Regions from separate parts of the Zea mays genome. Here region 1 is linked to region 2. The links are chromatin contacts, called in public Hi-C maps. All regions are on one chromosome and are shown on one strand. Each heading gives the region's core, a stretch centred on a gene start, on an enhancer-like site or on the middle of the called end of the contact. The rest is flanking DNA. Distances are from core to core; before and after follow the strand shown. Region 1 holds the start of LOC100283870 (phosphopantothenate--cysteine ligase). Region 2 holds the start of LOC100281539.

What was found. A called contact is a pair of places that touch in the nucleus more often than the background predicts.
Region 1: a Hi-C map of endosperm shows a contact between it and region 2, with 4 times the contacts expected there. The contact joins the promoter of LOC100283870 here to the promoter of LOC100281539 in region 2. A contact is called at or near these places in 9 of 25 Hi-C or Micro-C datasets (bundle sheath, ear, endosperm and 3 more).

What each region holds. Positions count from the first base shown.
Region 1 is chr4:129,440,382-129,443,618 of Zm-B73-REFERENCE-NAM-5.0, reverse strand. LOC100283870 (phosphopantothenate--cysteine ligase) reads left to right here and starts at 1,982. Exons shown (of 9, transcript NM_001156768.2): 1 at 1,982-2,183; 2 at 2,323-2,446; 3 at 2,780-2,824; 4 at 2,983-3,068; 5 at 3,183-3,235. The coding sequence starts at 2,066.
Region 2 is chr4:129,289,490-129,293,106 of Zm-B73-REFERENCE-NAM-5.0, reverse strand. It overlaps LOC100281539, which reads right to left and starts at 1,620. Exons shown (of 2, transcript NM_001154457.2): 1 at 1,326-1,620; 2 at 1-680. The coding sequence starts at 639.

The DNA of each region.
Region 1 (3,237 bases), core at 733-3,232, 150 kb before region 2:
TCACCTATTCACCCCCTCTAGGTGCTCTCAAAAACCTGTTTAATGTTTCTAAAAATAATTTTTACTAGCGGATTTATTACGTCAACCGCGAGTGGAAATCGATTTCCACTGACAGTCCTCAATTACCCGCCTGTAAAAATGATGATTTTTACTGGCCCTAGTACCAACGGTTATAAGAAACGCCAGTAAAAATAGGTTATAACCGTTACTATAGAGCTACTTTGTACTCGTGTAAGTTAAGGGTCCAAACGTTAAGATTTGCCTAGAACCCTTCGAATCATGATCCGATGATGTCCACAGGTATCGTCTGTGATCATATTAGACTCTTTCTAGCAATAAAGTGTAAACGGTCCTGAACTTTAAATTTAGCGTCCACTGCCATTCTTTACTCGTCCAGCAACGACCGTTATATTGCGTCCTCTAATAAAATTTGCTGTTCGCCTTCTACACACGAGAGCTGTGTTCCAAACAGTATATAAAAGGCAGCGGCGGACCGGTGGTTTTAGCGGCTCAGGACAAATTTAAAATAGAGGCTCATCAATTTATTGTTATATAAAAATGGTACCAATATATAAACTCAAGACACATCTAAAAATATTCATACCAAGAAACAAATAAATAAAAAGATACATATTATAGTATTATCTTAAAAGTTATTTTAACATGTTTAAATAAGACCGGGTTGTGAACGTTTTGTGGCTGCTAATTATTCGACATTTCATTATTAAATTATTGTGTCTGATAGTCTAATTACTGAATGTATAGCTAGGTTCGGGGCCCTATATAATTGGGGGCCCGGGGCGGCGGCCCCTCCGCCCCACTCTCAGGGCCGCCACTGATAAAAGGTAGTGATGAGATGTATTTAAATATTTCTCATGCATGCAGTAGCGAAAAGGTTAAAATCAAAGTAGATTATGGTATCTAGCAGCAGGACAGAGAGAGTTAAATTTAGGGAACGTTGTTGAAGATGAAAACGATGTAGTGGATAAATTTTTTTATAAAGTGTTGTAGAGGACGACGAATATTTCTTTAGGTGATAAAATTTAGAAAATGTTGCTGAAGATAGTCTTGGTACTATCACTACGACCCAGACCCTGTCTTGTGTTTGGACTTTGGATCATACCTTTTCGGACTATACTCATAGCGGCTCATGGAGCGCTGGTGCCATGTCTCGCATTCGCATCCCAGCAGGACACGAATCCATGCACACGCAAGTAGCATAGATAATGGGCGCCGATAGGCCATTACCATTTACGGGCCATGCGCGCACGAGGCAGCGCCGCGCCTGACCACAGGACCAGGACGTAGTACGTGCGTACGTTGTTCTCCTCCACCTGGACGACGATCGTGATTCCCGGCTGTTCCGATCCAGTAACGACACCCAGCTCGGTCGATCGCTCGTGGACCTGCCCAACAAGCGTGTGTGCCAGTACGCCACCGCGTTTGCACTAATCAATGTGCTACACCTAATAAGCCAGGAATGATGGATGCGTGTGTTATTATTGGCTGCCTGTTCTGTCGTTCTTTGTGCTCAACCAGAAACGCAGGCTCTTGAATCTAGCTTGATGCAGTGTCACAAAGGTGCGTCGCCTAAATAGGTCCGGCCCCTGCCTAAGGAAAAAAAAACTCCCCCAGCGAGCAAATGGCATGCACGGTTCGGTGGTACCGGTCTCGCCAAATCTATCGAAGACGACGACATGGATCACGCACGCACGCAAGCAGCAGGGGCTATCCCCACCCCTCTTAGCTACCATGAGTTAATGCTGAGTTAATAGTGGTTGCAGGGTTCCAGGGTCGAGCGGCATTCAAGGCACGCACCGTACGCAGTGCCAAGCACGGCTGTCAAGCTGTGTTGTGTGTGTGTTTTTTCCAAATGCGCTCATCTCCTGATTTTACTCGTGTCTTTTTCTTTACAGCAAACCGCCAACTACGTTGGTAGTTTCCACTCCTTTAAATACTCTCCTCTTCCTCTCGTCGCTCCATCCATCGTCAAACCGCCCGCGGTCCAAAATCCAAACCCTGCGAGTGTATAGAAGAAGAACCCCCCACCCCATCGCAACCCGCAATGGTCGCGGCGGAAGATCCGGAACACTTCTTCGCCGCCTCGCCGCCGCTGCGCGACGCTGCCGTTGTCGCCGCCAGCCTGCAGGAGTTCGTCGCGCGCAATTCGCACGCATCATCAGGTAGCCGCGGCGCCGCCCTGCATGGGGGACAACGCGCGGACCGCGCGTGGGCCATTTCGTCGAACGAGCCCTTGACCGCGCGCTCTAGCTTAACCCGTGCGGCCTTTTTTGTTTTTTGTTTTTTGCGATGTGCGCGCAGACGGCGTCGGGCGGCGGCGCATCGTCTGCGTCACGTCGGGCGGGACCACGGTGCCGCTGGAGCAGCGATGCGTGCGCTACATCGACAACTTCAGCTCCGGCCACCGCGGCGCCGCGTCCACCGAGTAAGTTTCCTCCTCTCTTGCGCTCCGCCCCTCTTCGGATGCTCTCTCGTGCGCCGTGGTGATGACTGCCTTTCCCATACTCTGTTCTATATAACCCATGCCTTTTTTAGTTTTTTTTTCTCTTCAATATAATCCTTGAGAGATGATGCTTTACATAAGGTTATACTGGCCTGAACATATATGATGGTGTGCCATGCCATGTGATACCTCGTTAGTTTTGATATCTGTCTCATAAATGCACTGGAAGTATACATAGTCTCTGTCCAGTACAAGTTTGATGAACAGTAAGTACTGTCAAGTACTCATTCCCGTTTTTAATTTCTGCTGACACAGGTATTTCTTAAAGGCTGGCTATGCGGTCATTTTCGTCCATCGGCGGTAATCCACAAAGCTACATCAGCTGCTTCGTTGCAAAAACAATCCCACAACTTTTACTTCTCGTCTTTCAGCTTTATCAACTGTTCAGTATCCACATAATGCAAAAAAAAAGAAGAAAGATTCTTCACATAAATCCCATTATGCTTGCATGAACGCAGAGGGAGTTGCCAGCCTTTCTCCAGGTTCCTGCCTGATGACTCGTTTCTCCACTTCTTTGATGTCACAACAGATTCGAAGGTTCAAGGTTGGTTGGTAATTAATCTACAGCTTCTAGCTCAGATGAAAAGAAAAGAAAAGAAAAGAACAAATATCGCTTCCTTACTATGTTGATTAAAATATGTTATGCTTGTTTAATCAGTGGCCGAGTCCCAGGCAACGGTGGTAAAGAGAGCAATTGGGGATTATCGCAAGGT
Region 2 (3,617 bases), core at 371-2,870:
CACTTCCTGCCACAAATTGAGAAAAGGGTCGTATCTACAAACGCGATTCAGGGCAACAGCTTTGGAAAAACCGCCAATGACATACAAGTAACCATCAGCAACACCCACTGAACAACCGCAAAAGGGCATCTGGTCCAAACTGTTCCTGCGCCAAAATAAGCCCCTCACGTAATCAGCAATCCTAATGCTTGATCCCACAACATTCCACATCCAGAACGCCGAAGATGCTGTCCGATTGGATTCCTCCTGATTGACGAAAGAAGGCATCGGTGGCAACCTCTGCCATTTCTGAAACACTGGATCCAGGGCATACCAATGGAGCTTGTATGCCTCAGCCTTGGTCAGTACATACACCCATTCCTCACTTACACCAAGCTCTCTCCTCAGCTGGGAAAGTTCATAGCCGATGATTGCTGCCTTCCAGGCTCGGCAAACCAGCTTCAAGTTAAGGTAATGGATCCGTGGTGACCTTGCCAGGATCTGGAGTGAGAGCTCATCAGGAAGAGTTGGAATTATCCTTGGGTTTGACCCATACTCATAAGTAGATATCTTCACCCTCTTATTAGGATCTGTTCCAGATGCCTCATGCTGATCCATAGACTTAGCCGTAGTACTAGTAGCACTTAGAATGGAGCCCATCTGAACTTGATTTCTTCAAACCAAACAATTGGGCGCTGAAACTGGGTTTGAGAATAGGAGCTGCATGAGCTTCAATATATGTCTGGCATATGTAGTGACGGAGCACAAGTCTAAAAATTGTGATTAATATGCTACAGACATTTTAAGTCATCATAAAAAAGATTTCTGGCAAAGCGATAAAATACTTGAAAATGAACACATCCTGCAAACAAGATTTTGAGGAAGTCAACATCACTACCACACAATGTGCGTTCACAGATATGCTACTAGTATCATGGCATGTGGCCCTAGGAATATTGGCTTCGGCAACATTGAAATACGAAAAAATATCAATACCACATATATTTCATTTTATCGACTATTTGTACCCCTATGTAGGACTCTAACCCCAAAAATTCTCAAGCAGGACCATGAATTTAACTTCAAAATCCCCATCTCCATTCTCCCCCAAAGAAAAATAAAATCCATCAACGGGTCCTAAAATTCATGACAAATATAATGATAGCAAAATGCTCGAATTTGGCAACGCACGGTACGTGTTCCGCCAAACCTAAACAAGGCTAATTCATCGATCCTGGAAAAAAATGGAAATTCAAGATGGCTAAACAACGCACGGTACGCGGGGCCCATAATGGTTTTTGCATGAATCGGACGAGAAATTGGATGTTGACCGTGGTCGGGCTTACGGGAGGAAACGCCAGCACGGATCTCCGATGGGATTGAAGGAGCAGGAGAGGGCGAGCAGACAGCACGATCCTGGATCCCGGGTAGGGGTAGCCCCCTGGCGTCCACCGAGCACGACCCGCACCGCCGTGTCAGCAGGTAGTAGAAGCAGGCAGGCAGAGGGGGGCAAATCTGAGCACGGCGCAGAGAGGTGCGAGCCGGCAGCGGGGGTGGTGGCCGGTTGGTGGACACGGCTTGGTGGAATCCAGACCAGGAGAGGAGGGGTCAGCAGAGGAGAGGAGGGGTTTGCGTGCGAAGTGCGAACGGCGCCTTGCGTTGCGTACAGAGTGGAACCACGTGGACATCCTCGACCTGACGGTGCGGGATCGGTGACCTGGCCCATCGGCGGGCGGCGGGACGGCGGCCCAGTTTTGGGCCCTCGACTGCTTGTCAATGGGACCGATACCCTCGACTACTAGTTTTGGGCCCTCGGCGGGTTTAGGGTTTAGGATTTGGAAACCTCATTTTTTTAAAGGATTTTCATTTTTTCAAAAAAATAGTTTATTTTTTAGAAAATATAAATCCCTTAAGAAAATGGTATTTCCAAACTAGTCCTTAGAGTTAAGGTATGGACAAAATTTATCCTCATGGGTATGAATATGGGTTAAAATCTCACTCATTGGATAAACGGGTATGGGTATGACAAGCAATCGTCCAAACCCGATTACCTATAAATAATATTCACTATGTAAAATTAGATGTGCAACCTATTTGGCAATAAGTATAACAACTAACCCTACATCTTCTAACCTTTTTAAGCACCCATCCATCCAAACCCAGGCGGCCAGCCACCAACTGCCCCACCCACCAGTCCATGTGTCACTTTATTTTTGTTGTTTTGTATAGTTAAACAATGTTTTTCTTGTTACATATCAGATTTATTGGTGATGTATTGTTGTTGGTGTCATGTGGCTTTTAATGTCATATAAAATATAATGTGATAATATTTTTCTTGTAGGGGATGGGGATTCATTGAAGACCCATTGGAGACCCGATACCCGAATGAGTATGGATATGAGATGAATCTTATACCCATGATGGATGTGGTTATGAGGATGGTATGAATATAGTTTCATGGGGATGGGGTGTCCAAACCCGGTGGAGAATTCCCCATTAACACCTCTATATGCGAGCGAGCTCATACTATATCAAACTTATCTGTAAATAGTGTAATCTATAGTACAAAAAGTATTTTATACGGTCAATTACACAATCTAGTGGAGATGACCTTCACAAATCACAACACATGTGGTCAAGAAACGGGTTACCTAGGCTTATTTGATTCTGCTTTCTATATAATAATTATATACATTTTTATAATAAATAATTCTAATTTCTGTCTAATAAGTCTATATTTTTATAACAAATAATAAAAAGGGATTTTCATTATTGTATTCTATCTTTTAATACTTGCGCCACCACAAGAAAAAAATTAAATATAGATCTTCCACATCTTCTTCATGTCTTTATTGCTAAAAGAACGATTCAGGATCCGGATCTATAATCAATGACGACATCATTACTCAATATATTATAGCATTGTTATATCTTTGTCACACCTCGTTTTAAGGACAAAATTCGATGTATGCTATATATGTCTACTGATCAATCACACATATAGGGACAAATTATAGATGATATCAATCACAGCCTTATTACGTCGTGAATATTATCTATTATATGAAATATTAAAAGCATTAGCAAAAACATAAAAGATAACTATCTCTTCGATGAACATCCTCCATGCTCCACACGAAGCAACCGGTTGACACAAGAGTAGAAATCAGCCAAAGCATTACCATCTCTTACTCATCCGAGAATTTTTCAAAGAATTGAAAATAATCAAGGGTAAGTACTTTTATACTTAGTGTTAGTTTGGGAACCACATTTACCTAAGGGATTTCAATTTATCCAAGGGAAATTAGTTCATTTCCTCTTGAGAAAATAGAAATTCCATGGGAAAATAGAGTTCCCAAACTAGCCCTTAACAAATATAATATGAAGTTTATGAGGCTAAAAAGGATAGACTTAGGCTAACTGTGATAAGCATTTTATTGGGTCAAACTTTTGACATCATCTTACGTTCATGATTTAACCCAAATAGAAACCATATGATCAATACACAAGCAATACTTATCATAACAAATTATCATCATAAATCAATGATCATTATTCCATAAGTTTTTTGAGCCAGTAACCATAGGCATGACGGATATATCAATTTAACACTTGGCAGAGATTGTACACTTTATCCA